Regions from separate parts of the Sus scrofa genome. Here all the other regions are linked to region 1. Evidence: chromatin contacts called from public HiChIP or PLAC-seq data. All regions are on one chromosome and are shown on one strand. Each heading gives the region's core, a stretch centred on a gene start, on an enhancer-like site or on the middle of the called end of the contact. The rest is flanking DNA. Distances are from core to core; before and after follow the strand shown. Region 1 overlaps FGGY (FGGY carbohydrate kinase domain-containing protein). Region 2 overlaps LOC102165506 (a long non-coding RNA gene). Region 3 overlaps FGGY (FGGY carbohydrate kinase domain-containing protein).

The links. HiChIP or PLAC-seq counts read pairs in DNA pulled down with a chosen protein or histone mark.
Region 2: a contact with region 1 is called in an H3K27ac HiChIP or PLAC-seq map of alveolar macrophages. The contact joins two enhancer-like sites. A contact is called at or near these places in 1 of 47 Hi-C or Micro-C datasets (embryonic fibroblasts) and 2 of 2 datasets of contacts at active chromatin or transcription factors (alveolar macrophages and skeletal muscle).
Region 3: an H3K27ac HiChIP or PLAC-seq map of alveolar macrophages shows a contact between it and region 1. The contact joins two enhancer-like sites. A contact is called at or near these places in 1 of 47 Hi-C or Micro-C datasets (embryonic fibroblasts) and 2 of 2 datasets of contacts at active chromatin or transcription factors (alveolar macrophages and skeletal muscle).

Annotation. Positions count from the first base shown.
Region 1 is chr6:152,830,378-152,835,159 of Sscrofa11.1, forward strand. The region is part of intron 14 of FGGY (FGGY carbohydrate kinase domain-containing protein); the gene reads right to left. Among named protein-coding and RNA genes, the nearest start is that of HOOK1, 120 kb to the left of the region's middle. Within about 2 kb of position 1,989, at least 15 of the 83 cell types and tissues checked have an H3K27ac peak or open chromatin away from gene starts, as enhancers often do. A contact at or near this core is called in alveolar macrophages, where this site is marked.
Region 2 is chr6:153,280,629-153,285,410 of Sscrofa11.1, forward strand. All of the region lies in intron 2 of LOC102165506 (a long non-coding RNA gene), which reads left to right. Among named protein-coding and RNA genes, the nearest start is that of FGGY, 70 kb to the left of the region's middle. Within about 2 kb of position 2,808, at least 13 of the 83 cell types and tissues checked have an H3K27ac peak or open chromatin away from gene starts, as enhancers often do. A contact at or near this core is called in alveolar macrophages, where this site is marked.
Region 3 is chr6:153,091,906-153,096,687 of Sscrofa11.1, forward strand. The region is part of intron 5 of FGGY (FGGY carbohydrate kinase domain-containing protein); the gene reads right to left. Among named protein-coding and RNA genes, the nearest start is that of FGGY, 120 kb to the right of the region's middle. Within about 2 kb of position 2,581, at least 3 of the 83 cell types and tissues checked have an H3K27ac peak or open chromatin away from gene starts, as enhancers often do. A contact at or near this core is called in alveolar macrophages, where this site is marked.

The DNA of each region.
Region 1 (4,782 bases), core at 739-3,238:
AGGGAGTGACACAGCAAAGAGGAGACACGGCTCAGCTTCTATCTGTTTGATACACTGGCCTTACAAATGGTCCACAACTTTACATTCTGTGAAAACCAGAACCTGATTCTTTCAGTGTAAAGATGAGGAAACTGAGGGCCAAAGAGGTTGACCTCTTGTCCTGGGTTATACATCGAGTTGTTCAGTCACTGAACCAACAAGTGAAGCTGGGGTATGTATCCTTGAAAAAAGAGTAACTGAGACTCACAAGGAACAGTCTGGGGTGGGGCCGGTATGAACACGGAAAGCTGTTTGCAGAGACAGGGCTAAGAGCTAAGTGGGGTTAGCTTGGATTTTACCGGCTAAGGGCTTCCAATCCACATTCCTCCAGTGCAGCACCGTTCCTTTCAGTGGCTGGCTTTTTGGGTAACCAGCCTTCTCAGGCAGCTCAGGGGGAATATGCAATCTCTGCCAACTTCACCTCCATGGTAATACAACACCTGCTCATGCCATACCTGCTACCAGTTACGGATAAGGGAGACTGGGATCCTTCCCGGAAGCTCACCCCCAGGTGGGGTAAGCCGACACTGAAACACCCTAGGGCAGCACTGCAGAGAAGCAGTGGTGAGGGGGTGCGTGTAGACGTGGGCCCACTGTGAGGAGTATCCCAAGGCAGCTTTACAGATGGGTTCCAGTATTATTCCAGTGAGCAGTCCACAGGCTCAAAACATGGCAGGAGTGTATCTTACTAGCTAGCTAACCTTGGGAAAGTACTTAACCTCTTTGTGATTTGGCCTCCTTATCTGTAAAGGCCTCCTTATCTGCAAAGCACAAGACAGATCAGGACCTCATGGGATTTTTGTGAGGATTAAGTGAGTTAATCCATAGTCATACACACAATGACTGCTGACACTTCCTGACTACCCTCTGTTATCGTTTCAGGAGCCCCTTGAAGAGAAGGGTCCCAGTCCCCACCACACCACAATATGCCAGATTCACTAAAGCTAGCGGCTTCCTCATCGTCTAAGCACTTGCTCGAATCTCCGCTTTAGGATTGTCTGTAATTTTCTCCTCCATCGATTTCTGTCTGTAGCCGTTAGTCCGCTTCCTAGGGTGAAAACAACTGCTGTCATCCAGTTATCTGAACCAGCCTGGCCTGTCCGGATCCCTCCTCATCAGAGATGCCGACAGCTGAAAGTGACATGGCCAACTTGGTAGGAGTTTCAGTCTGATCAACTCCATCCAACACCCAGGCTCCTCTGGCCAAAGTGTCAGCTGAGGGGGAGGGGGAGGGGAAGGGAGGTCAATTGTGAGGTGGGGTGAAGCAGTTGCTGGCTTCCCATCTCAGCGGCCTTGTCTCAGAAGGTGCCTTGTCAGTCCCCATGTCCCCAAACATGTAACACTCTACACAAAGGCACTCTGGTGAAACAGGATAACTTCCTAGGGGCATTTAAAGTGTTCCCTTTCAATTTCAGGGAGTCTTCAAAACTGTTGGAGATACATAATAAATCTTTGCTGTTACTCCCAGGCTTGAAATAATTTACAGGCTTTTTTTCTTCAGCAGGAAGCAGTGTTATCATTTAAGAAGCACTTAATGTTGTTCATTTTTTAAAAATGAGACTATTAGCTTATTACATAAAAAAAAAAAAAAAAAGATAGATAAGAGTCAGGGGATGTTGGGCAAAGGATGCTCCCAGGACTCCTGATCCAGTTTATAGCAATCTGTTTCTAGCTGACAATCCCTACTCCCCATCAAGTGTGGCCCTTACATACTAAGCTTTCTATTGTTACTCCCCAGTTGGGATCCTTCCTAGGACTTGAGTGGATATCTTTTTTGCCTGTGTTATTCTTCGGCTTTCATTACCAACTATCTGAAAAGTCCACTTCCTGCTGCTTCTCTGCTCTCCCTAAGTTAGCATTTCCATTTCAAGCCCTCCGTCTTATACAAAACCACACTTCTCTTTCTTGCTTGTAGCTGTTACCAGGGAGCAGCTTATGTAATGGTACTCTCTGGTTTCAGGTTGCTTCATTTTTATTCTTCTAGCCTGACTGTCAGCTCCTTGAAGGTGGGGAACCTGCCCTTGTTTTTCCTCTTGTTCTTTTTTTAAACCTGTAAAACATTAGGCCCTCTCTCCTAAAATCCAATCCTTTGATGTCACCAGTAGAAACAGTGTATTTTCTGTACCAGACAGAAAACAGTGTATTTTTCTGTACCAGACAGAAAAACCTGTATTCAAATATTCAGCTTGAATATTAACAGCCAGTCTGACCTTGGGTACGTTCTTTTAATTTTCTGAGTCTGTTTTCTCATTTGTAAAAATGAAAATAACAAACTTCGAACATAAACTTATTATGAGAACTACATGAGAAACTTTAAATGTTGGTTCTGCAAGGAAATTTCTAAGCGACCAGAGCAATATGAGTTACACATGCAGCTTTCTTGTAATTTGCTTTGAAACAGGAAGAAAATTTGGAAACCTTGAGGAAGAGATATGTTTCAAGAAACATAAACTCTGAGACATACAGACTTCAATTCCTCATGCCATTACTTAATAGCTGTGTGACTTTAGGGAAACTGTTTGCCCTTTCTGAGTCTCTAAATCCTCACTTGCATGATGAGAATAATCACATATATAGTATGGTGAATGGTCCAGAGTGCTGGTTCAAGAAAGAGGAGTTTCTATTCCTTTTGACTAGACACTACCTTGAACTGTGCCCAGCTCTGACTTGTAATCCAGTCAGATCTCCTCCGGAAAGTGGTAAGTTACGTATGGCTACAGGCTCCAATGCCTAACTCAGAGCGGGGTTACTCAGATCTGGGCATTCGCTAAAGTTGCTTAGGTCAATTTTCGTCCTTTGCATGCCACTTAGTCAAAGTGGACTGCTCTCCATGGTAACCAGCCACCCTTTCTCCCATTGGCCTAGCTCATTCCAATGGGAGGGGGGAATGGATTCACCATAAGGATTGACTTCTCTTTTAATATTTAAAAGCAACTCTATTACTCAGAATCCAGTCAGGAGATGAGAAGCCACTCTAGGTCGTTCAACAAGAACTGAGTGCAGGAAATTTGTTCATAGAAGACAGAAGAAACTAAAGCCGGGCAGATGATGTTGAAGGAACTGAAGAGATCAGCAAAGGCCAAAAGCTGCTACTCCTCTTAGGGATCAAGAGATGATGGGAGGCATTGGAGGGACCAGAGCCAGGGGCTGGTGATGCCAGGCTGGAGGTGAAACCAAAGAAGGGCTGAGCGGTCAGAATGGGGCAGCTGCTATAGTGAAAGAAACAACCTGACTTCTCCCTGCTTCCCGCATGTCAATCTTCCATCAGTATTTCCCATTGGCCAAACTTACTCAGTGGCCAGCTGCAAGGGAGCCTGGGAAATGCAGTACACAGCAGGACAGGGGTGAACAAGCCATCGGAGAGCAAGCAGGCAAATGAGTGGCCCAGCCATCTTTCAGTAACATATACAAGGTGCTAGTACAATGTGTGATTTATGGCCAGCTGCTAATGGTAGGTATCATCATAAATATCATTCTAATTTTGTATAACTCTCACTGAAGGTTTAATCATACCAGTCACTGTTCTAAATGCTTTCTATATATTATCTCATTTAATCTTCACAACAATCTCATGAGGCACGCACTCTTCATAGCCTCATTTTTACAGTGAGAAAACCAGCTTAGGTCAAAAGGATTGAACTAATGTACAGTTATAGCATCTGAACTCAGGATTGGAACCCAGATTTATGTGACATCTGAGTCCTATTTATTACTTATAATATGAATCATACAGCTCGCAGTAAAAGGGAGGGTCCTAGATAAGCTGAAGATGAAATTTGTCATAATTACTGGGAGGATATCTTGAAGACCTACATTTCCAGGGCTGAAAGCCTAGAACACTCTGTGAACATTAAATTTGCCCTTAAAAAGTAGAGACCAAGAACAAACTACATCACTTAATGCATTTTGTGATAGTCCATGGCGTTCCCTCTTGAAGGCAACAGCGTATTTTTGCTATGAGGATGCCAAGTTCAGTGGCCTCTGCAGGCCTGCTGTTTACTGACATTTGATATGCTTCAACATCTGTTGCCCTTCTCGATTGATGGGTGCTTCATTTTAGCACTTCCCTGATGCCAGGCTGGTAAAAGCTTTAGTACTGAGGTCCTCTAAGACACTCCTAGGTCAGTGACACAGCTTTGTTTGTGAAGCTGGCCGGCGGAAGGAACATTCAGAGAAGCGTGGTAAGGGACATGCCATCCATCTCCCATGCTGGATACTTTCAATTCTACCTCTGGGGGCCAAGCAGCAGCTCCAGAAAGTTACAAACCCAGGCAATTCTTAATCTGAAGTCGAGTTGCAATGTCTTACTCTGGACTCAGCAAGGAAGTGTATTCTTCAGCTGCTTCTGCAAAGTTCCATGGAAGGATTTCTAGGTTTGTTTTTAAAAGACTGGCAATTTTAGAATTTGGTACCAGGGAAAATGTGGTCTCTTTTGACTCTGTGCATACTATATGACTTGACCTATTTCCCAGTTTTATGTTGGCTGCCTGGAAGCTCAAAGTAATCCCCTTATTTATGGGTCAGAGACCCACAGGCCAAAGCTGTCCCAGAAATCTTCTTGGTCTGGCACTCACCAATGCAGGGTTAAAACAATCTGAATTTCAACATCCTTAGGCAGGGTGTGCATCTTCCAGTCTGGAAGAGGATGAAATCATCTTGCCCTCTGCTTGTTTCTATGGACCAACCTGGCACCTGAGGGCATCTATATTTGGGGACCCTCTAGTCTAAGGACTAGAGGTATCT
Region 2 (4,782 bases), core at 1,558-4,057, 450 kb after region 1:
AGTCTTGCCCATGCCCACCTCTCCAGGACTCTCCTCTTCACTCCCCATGTGCCAGCTGTGCTGGACTCCTCCAAACTTTCCTAAGACTCCAACCTTCCAAGTCCGTCTTCTGGAAAGCTCTTCCTCATCATGCTTCCTTTGGCTAATTCATGTACAGTCTTCAAATCTCAATGTTTATGTCATTCTTCAAGGCCCTTCCCTATTATACTTATTTTTTTTCTCCTTCCTGATAGCTAAAGTGTAGTTGTGATCATTGGAGTCTGAGCAGCCATTTTGGACCATGAGGTAGAAGTTAAAGCTTATAGATGGCAGAACTGCAAAACAGAAAAAGCCTGGATCCCTGAAGTTGTTGTAAAACTGCCTGCCAGTTCTAAATTTCCCACCTCAGGATTTATTTATTTTTTTCTAATTGGGGTAAATTTAATGTAACATAAAATTGGCCATTAATCATTTTAAAGTATATAATTCAGTGGCAGTTAATAATTCATTAGGTTATGAAGTGATTGCCCCATCTAGTTCTAAGATATATTAATCACCTCAAAAGGAAGCACCATACCCTTCAAATAGTTACTCTCCATTCCCTTCAAATAGTTACTCTCCATTCCCTCTTTCCCTCAGTCACTGGAAACCATGAGTCTGCTTTCAGTTTCTCTGGATTTCTCTATTATGAATATTTTATATACATGCAGTCATAGTATATGTGACTGTGTCTTGCTTCTGTCACTTTGCATAATGATTTTGAGATTCATCCATCTTGGATGATGGATTATATATCAGTATTCTCTTCCTTTTTATGACTGAACACTAGTTCGCATATACCACATTTTGTTTATTCGTTCATCTGTTGATGGACATTTAGGTTGTTTTCACTTTTTTGATTAATGTGAGTAGTGTTGCTATGAACATTGGTGTACAGGTATCTCTAGATTTCTTTTACATAAGAGAGGAATATATTTCTATTTAACCCATTGTTATTTGGATTTTTGTCATTCTCACTGATCATACTTTTAGGGACCTAGCAATTACAATGTTTTTTAAAAATTGTATCTTCTTCCATATCCTGTATGGAAATAGAGAACATTAAGAAGCAGAAGAATCTATGTTATCGTTTTCTCTCTACCAACATTTCCTGTGTTTCTTTGGGCCTCAGCAACTTTATCTATAAAATGGGGGTAAACAGGCACTTGAAAGCAGAGGTCTAAACCAGATAATCTCTCTCCTGGTCTCTTGTGTTTGTTTCTTCAAAGTATGTTTTGAAAGGGCTAGGGTTACAGGAAACAGCATGAAACCCATTGAAATGTCATGTCACTTTCTTTGAAACACTTTCCCAATTTCATCCCCTTTCATTGTCCTTGAGCTGGATTTTTTGCTTTCATCTCCCTGCCCTGTAGCATGTCTAAAGCTTCATTTTCATAGTCCATCTTAAATTTGTTGTATACATATCTGTTTTCTTGGTAGATCCTACAATCCTTGAAAATAGGTCCTTTAAATGTAGCCTGCTCTTTCAAACAAAGCAATACCCAAAAGTTTAGTACAGCAATAACACATACTCTGGGCATTTCTTATCCAACTCCTTGTTGTTCCCAAGGCCTTTGGATCTCCTGGGTGTTGGTATCTATGTTTTAGTATTTCTTCCAGTTCTTCTTGATAAAGATGTTATTCTTTCAACTGCCAGTCTTGTCCCCACCCAATTCCATCCAGTCATTTGAACTGCAGCTTTTGCCTTGGGTCCACGGAACTCTCAATGGTTCAGTCCCTTTCTCACCCCTTAGCCCCACAGTGGAAAGGAGTTCAGGAAGGTTCTAGGTCATAGGTGCTCAGAAAATATTTAATGAAGGAGTTTTTAAAAGAAAGAAAGACCCATGAGATCCTGTTGTACCTAATCATTTGTGATGGAACATGATGGAGGATAATGTGAGAATAAGAATGTGTATGTGTATATATATATGTGTGTGTGTGTGTGTATGTATGCATATATATATGTATAACTGGGTCACTTTGCTCTACAGCAGAAACTGACAGAACATTGTAAACCACCTGTAATAAAAAAATTTTAAAAAGAAAAAAAAGAACTCACTTGATCAAAGTTGTTGGGTTTTTGTTTGTTTTTAACCAAGTACTAAAACCTAGAAGCAAATCCCAATCCTGGTCCTTTTGGGAAGCTGTATTAGAGATAGAAAGGAAGACAATGAATCAGAATTCTTTAATGTAGGTCTGAAGATATGTTTCTAGTTTCTCTATTTCTCCTTGAACTAAGCATAAGCCAAGAATTGTGCAGCCATCAGAACCTGGAAAAGATGAGTTAGAGTTTCCCTATCTATCTATCTATCTATCTATCTATCTATCTATCTATCTATATTGATACCAATGTCCTTATAGATAAGGAATCTGAGGTTCAGCAAAGTGAAGGGGCAGCCTTAAGTCACAATAGAGTAGCTGAGATTCTATCCCGATTGGGTCTTTGGATTTTCTGCCCCTGTACCCACACTCCCTGGCCTGTGATGGATTCAAATGATGAATGAGGAGGTCCTGTCATGGACTTCCAGCCAACCTGGTTGCAGACACCCCCAGCTTATCAGTCTGACCTTTGGTTTTTCATGGCAAACCCCTGTGTGGAGGAAGCTGCCAACAGGCGGCCAAGGCTCTGTATTGTCCTTATTTAGAATTGCTTTCACTTAAACTGGCTGTACTGTTGCAAAACATGTTTATTTGGTTTCCTCTCCCTCCTGGCTGCTTGACTAGTGTGAGCCCAGAGGACAGCAGCTCCAGCCATCAGACCTAGGCCAGGCAGGGCAGGGCCAGGAGGAAAACATGAGACTCCAGAGAGAGGGCATAGGAGGGCTTAATTTCCCTTCCCAAGTTGTGTGCCAGACAGGATGGACACCCTCTCTTTGGGGCATTGCTGTGGGTCCTGGAGAAAGTGGACCATTCAAAATGCACCCCTGCTGAGACCGATCTCAACTTAGAGTACAAAGAGCTTTACTTTCTTGAAGTCCACACAGTAACAATGTTTTACTTAGTTTAATTAGTTTTAGTATTAACTAATGATAATGATAGTTCTAATAATATAGCAACTTCCTTTTCTTAAATACTTACTATCAACCAAGCAACCTATTTAATCTCATGTAGTTTATTTTGTTTAATATTTAGGATAACCACATTAGATATGTACATTTAATAAAGTTGCTTACTAGACAAGGAAAGTAAGACTGAGAGAAGTCAAAGTCATTTGACTGGTTGGCCACAGGAATGGAGATTTGAAGCCAGATCTGTCTGTGTCTACAGTGTGTAGGGTGTGTTCTCTTATGCAACACCCTTCTTTAGGAACCCCCTTTGTTAGAAGAGTGAGGGTCACAGAACACAGTGACTGGCTGTGTCCCAGCAGAGCTCATTTTCCAGAATTCCCAAACAATGTCCTTGGCAACAGGTTACCCCAGTATAAACCATAATTTTATTTTATTTTATATTTAAGTAAATTTTATTGGTATACAGCTGACTTAGAAAGTCATGTTAGTTTCAGGTGTACAGCAAAGAGAATCAGTCATACATGTACAAATGTCCATTCCTTTTCAGATTCTTTTCCCATATAGGTTATTACACAGTATTGAGTAGGTGACCCCATGCTATACAGGAGGTCCTTGTTACCTATCTGTTTTATATATAGCAGTGTGTATACGTTCGGCCCAATCCTCTAATTTATCCTTCCCTGCCAGTTTGTAAACTGTAATTTTTAAAGGAAGAATTCAAGATTTCCCACTTACTGCCATTTGAAAGGCTTGTTCTCCCCTCCTCTCATCTGTTTAAATCCCATTTTCAAGATGTTATGGTCTTTGGGACCAGTGCATTTCTTCCATGGGCATTTCTGGGAATAAGCTGGCAGTGAGAGAAGAGAGAAAGCTCCAGAGCTGAAAGAAGGCACCTGCCAAGTTCCTTGTGAGAGCTTTAAATGGAGAACATCTTATGAGACATGTCTGCTGGAGGCATCTCACAGAATCTCTTCACTCTTTGGGGGAGTATCCCCATTTTATGGCGAATAAATTGAAGTTCAGAGGCAAGATGTCATTTGTCCCTAGCAGACAGCTGGTAAAGGACTAGAGCTGATCCTCCATCCTGAGTCTTCTGACTGCCTGGTGACTGAACAGAAATACCCTACACAAGCTGGGTTTTTTTGCAGGCCAGCGAGCTCCCTCCTTGGCCATCATTCCACTTCATTATCATTTGGAAATGAGAATATGTTGGAATTTCTGGCCTTCCTCTCCAGAGGGAAGGAGAAGGGAAAGGGACACCTCTTAAGTGAATTGTCTTCCTAGTAGGGGAGGAGGTGACAGTTGGGGAGGAAAACAGCCCAAAACACAATAAAAAAATTCTTTTCCTCTCAAGTCACTCTCTCGTGAGATCTAGAGCACATATTTTCAAATACCTTTTTAAAACGTGTGCCATGCACAGATGGGTGTAGCCCTCTTCCTAGGGACTGGCCCTGTGTTGCATTCTGACACAGATGTCAACATCTGCATGGAGAGCAGAATTGACAATTAAAAGGGGTGGGTGAGTGAACGGGTGGGGAGCCTGGGGTATAGTCTTTCCCTGCCCAGTGGATTGGGAAGTCTGAGATTCCCTTCAGGGGCCAGCCGGAGTCTGTCTATTGGCTATCTGCTTTCCTTTCCCTTCCCCCATGGTTTCTGTCTCACTTTTGTTCTAATTATCTTCTGTTTATGATGCCCTTCCAGGCATGTTACAGTTTTTGATAAGGTTCAGAGTTGGCCTTTCAGGAGGTGATAGGAC
Region 3 (4,782 bases), core at 1,331-3,830, 260 kb after region 1:
TAAAATAGCCACTGTAACTCAATAATTACAAACACAACTCTTTTGGAAAAAAGAGACAAAAAATCAGAACAGACTTTTTTCCAAAGAGGAAATACAAATAGCTAGTGAGCACATGAAAATATGCTCAATATCAATAGCTGTTATGTAAATGCAAATCAAAAGCACAATAAGATAGCATTTCACATCAGCTAGGATGGCTAGAGTATAAAGAATTGAAAACAACAAGTGTTGGTGAGAATGGGAAAAAGCAAAAGCCTTATTTATTTCCACCAGGATCAATAAAATGCTGCAGCTCCTTTGGAAATAGTCTGGTTAAACACAGGAGTTCCCGGGTGGCTCAATGAATTAAGGATCTGGGCTTGTCACAGCTGTGGTGAGGAACCAGGAACTTCTTCGTACCACAGGCATGGCCAAAGGGGGACAAAAAGGGTTAAACATAGAGTTAGGATATAATCTAGTAATTCCACTCCTAGGAACATGCCCAAGAGAACTGAAGAGAAATGAAAATCCATTCACACAAAAACTTGTACATGAATATTCAGAGCAGTATTTATAAAACTAAAAGTTGGAAACAACCTAAATCTCCAACAACAAATGAATGAATTAAACAAAATGTGGAATATGCATGCAATTGACTATTATCAAGTCATAAAAAGGAACTCTTTTTTTTTTTTTTTTTTTTTTTGGCCTTTCAGGGCCACTCCTGGGGCATATGGAAGCTCCCAAGCTAGGTGTGGAATCTGAGCTGTAGCCATAGGCCTACGCCGTAGCCGAAGGAACGCCAGATCTGAGCTGCATCTGTGACCTACACCACAGCTCATGGCAATGCTGGATCCTTAAACCACTGAGTGAGGCCAGGGATCAAACCTGCATCCTCATGGATACTAGTTAGATTCATTTCAGCTGAGCCAGGATGGGAACTCCTATTTCTTTTTTTTTAAGTGCTGACACATGTTCCAACTTAAATGAACCTTAAAAAATGTATGCTAACTGAAAGAAGCCAGACATAAAATGCCACATATCATATAATTCCATTTATGTATAATGTGCAGAACAGACAAATCCGTAGGGACAGAAAGTAGATTTGTGTTGCCACGGGCTGGGGGAAGGGGGAATGGGGAGTGACTACTAATGAATATTGGAATCTTTTGGTAGTGATGAAAATATTCTAGAATTAAATAGTGGTGACAGTTGCATAATCTCATGAATATATAAGAAATCACCAAAATATGCACTTAGTATGGTAAATACTATGGACTATGAATTGTATCTCAATTACAAAAAAACCCGTTTTGAATAGTCCTAGCTGGCTATCATATTAGATTGTGTGGATCTAAGTGAACAGAACAATCTTGTTCTCCTATCCCTACCTGTCTTTTAGCTACAAGTGGCCAGGCAACCTTATTCCACCCAAAGAGACATAGGCAGAAATCCAGTAGGAGAGTTTTTGGAAAAGCTTTTACTTTTCTCATTTTTAAAAAAGATGAACAAAAAGAAAAAGGAGATACTGCTTTCTCCATTTTTTCCCCACTCTTCTAGTATTAAAGGTGGATGCAATGTCTGGAGCTACAGCAATGATCTCATAACCATGAGGTTACTAGCCTGAAGGAAAAGTCTACACAACTAAAGATATGCTCATTTTGACATGGTCTAATCACCTTTGGACTTTTATTTAAGAGCAAGAGAGTAGGAAATCAAGTCTACTTGTTGAAGCCACTGTAAAACGGCCATATTTTCAGAGTTAATAAAATATATAAGGCAAAAAAAAAAATTCTGTCGCTTGTTAAGTACTACATAAGTGTTAGGCATGATTACTGTCATTATAACTCGCATCGCATCGCAACCCTTTTTTTTTTCACCATCAAATCCACTGAAACCCCTTTTTAGACATACCTTTCCTATCCCTGCCCTCATGAAATTTTAATACCTATACATATCTGTTTACATTGTTAGGTAGGGATGGGCTTTAGAAGGCTACACATCACTGCAGTATCTCAGATACTTTCATCCTCCAAAAACCAATGTTTGCACTTTTGCAAATATATTCCTGATATATGCTTCTTCCCCAGGGCAACCCGTTGATTTAAATAAGAGCTTCTTGCTATTATCATGAAGCTGAATGCATTCCTAACTGATTCATCTTCCTCCACTGCAACCAATGGATTTATAAGAGCTGACATGATTGTAGAGACCCTGCCTCACTCACCGCACCAGATTCCCCTGGGAATGGACCACTGACTAAAGCTGAGATCATTATAACATACCACTCCCTGGGACTAGTTGAAAGGATGTAGACCTGACCCATATGAAAATAATCAAAATTCTTCCCCAGGACTTTGGAAATGGAGAATAGACAAAGCATAGATCAGCTGTTCTCTGCTGCAGGAGCTCTGGTTCCTGAGCCTGAGGACTCCCTGTAGCCTGTAAGGGAACCTGGACAACAGGAAGGAAAGCAGCATTTAGGAACAAGAGACAAGGCCCATGATTCGGAGATGAATAGAACAGCGTGGGCCTAAGGAGGTCCCAGTCTAGCAGAGGGAATCATTGCAACAGGATGTGCTAAGTGCTGGGAGTAGCCCTGGGCTACAGTTACTCAGAGGAGAAGCCCTGGAGGGGCTGGCAGAGGCTTCCTGGGGATGAGACACTAGAATTGCGCCTATGGCCACATCACAAGAAATGACACATGGCGGTGTGCCCACAGTCAAGCCAGCTCTGCTGTGGATGCTAATCCACACACCTCAGTAAAGCAGAGAGCACAGTGTCAGCGAACAATTATCACTTGGAGCGTAGTACCAACATATTTATCAATAACCCTTGTTTTCGTTTTCCTGAGGTAAGGAATCTGAAATATAGAAAAATGTATTGAACAAAAAAGCAACTCTAAGCTCACGACAGAGTTATATCTGTTTTTATAGAAAAACAACTCCACTGAGGTCTGCTGCTCACATTTTCCTACAGCCTCTTCCAGCCTTTTCCAAGTCCCCTCAAGAGCAGCGAAATATTTTCTGTTTTGAGCCTCCCCAAAAGCTTTTGGTTTAGGCATTAGACTTGATCCCACCATACGATGAGGAAACACGAGCTTGGTGAACTTAGAAGAGCCGAGAATCACTCTTGAGCAAGTGGAGCAGATGTGATTCTGTACCAGACTCTCTGACTCCAAAGCACAGCCACCCCTCAACCCCCACCACCTGATTCCTCCACAAATATCTGACCACAAGAGGGAAACAATCAGAACGAATGTCCCATTGCTCCAGATATCCTCCACCTGCCTCTTCAGATGCACCCCCTAACCTTCTCCACCCTGCTTTCTCACCCAGGATGGTGGTGGTATGAATCACAGCCAAAGCCCCGTCCCACCCCACCCCTGCTGCCCCCCGCCCTCTGGCCTGGAACTGGTTTGGCCAAGGAGGGGACACTGAGGGACATCAGAAGACCAGAGGGAAGTGTGGCCTGGCGGTGACTCTCTACCAATGGTCAAACTCCTGAGGCTCTCTGCAGATCATCTCTCCAGGACCTGGTAACACGCCCACCCACACCCTTGTCCTTGGCACCGGCGCCCATTCTGGGCGCCCAGGGGTCTTGTGTACATTCCCCTGTGGTTTCCCCACACTTGCCCATTCTTCTTAAATTACCCCACTGGTGTGTGCCACCTGCTTTTTGCAGGGACTCTGGTTAATACACTGACAAAACAGGATGGACACAGGCATTCCAGTGGGTACTGGATGAATACCAGTGGAGCCCTCTCCCACCTTCTCACTCTTCTCCTTATGCCAGTTTCCAGAGAGGGAAGACAAAGAACAGCTACGATTATGTGAAGATGGAAGTTAAGGTAGACAGGTCAGAATCCTACCTGCTCTATACCCCTTGAGTACACATAAGGTTTACAAGTAACCAGAATCTGAAGGAAGCCATGTTTGTGGTAGAGATTTGGGACTTAAAAAAAAAAGCTTTTTGCCAAGACTGAGTAATATTCCAGGTCACTATTAATCAACTTTTCCTTTTCACCTCCACCTTCCTTCCTCTTCCTGGTCCTTCAAAAGCTGAATTCCTGCACCAACAGAAGAGATCAAATTAATTTTAGCACATGCAAGGTTAAAAGCTGTCAATTCCAAGATCCATTTTTCCTTAACTAATAAAAATGGGTGTCAAAATAGTCATGTTAGAACAAAAATTCAAACACAGTTTGAGAGAATTACCTTCACGATTTCCCATTTTCCAATGGATTTATGTAAGAAATACATACTAAAAGGTCAAAAGAACTTCTAGCGAGAGAAAAACATCAGGAAAGTGACCTCGGAGAGCACTTAAACTGACCTTGGACTCATGACTTTATCGCAAACCCTGAAAGTAAAAATCTTTTGCAAAACAAGCCACCAAAGAATAAATGGAAACCTTTCTATATTTTTTCCACATATAGGCTAGGTTTGCTAGTCCCCAACAAAATTACAAATACCAGCTTGTTCTTAAAGACGTAAAAGGATGAAAATGTGCTAGTCTGTGCTGTTTAATCAATAGACCCGAAAGATGGCATTGATAATTTAGCACTTGCAGTTACTTTTCAAGGCTGGTTTCTTCTTCATTTGCCAAATAAATCTTGCTCAGCTTTGTCTCCCTATTTGCTCATTCTCCTTTTCCCCCCTCTAACAAACACAATCAAATAATCAGCTGCTGAGGCCCGCTGACTCCGCTTCCCAAACACACTGACTGCATCCCTTTCTCTGTCACTAGGGAGCTCATGGCCTCTGGACAACTCAGCTGAAGAGAACAACGTTTCTCAGTCTT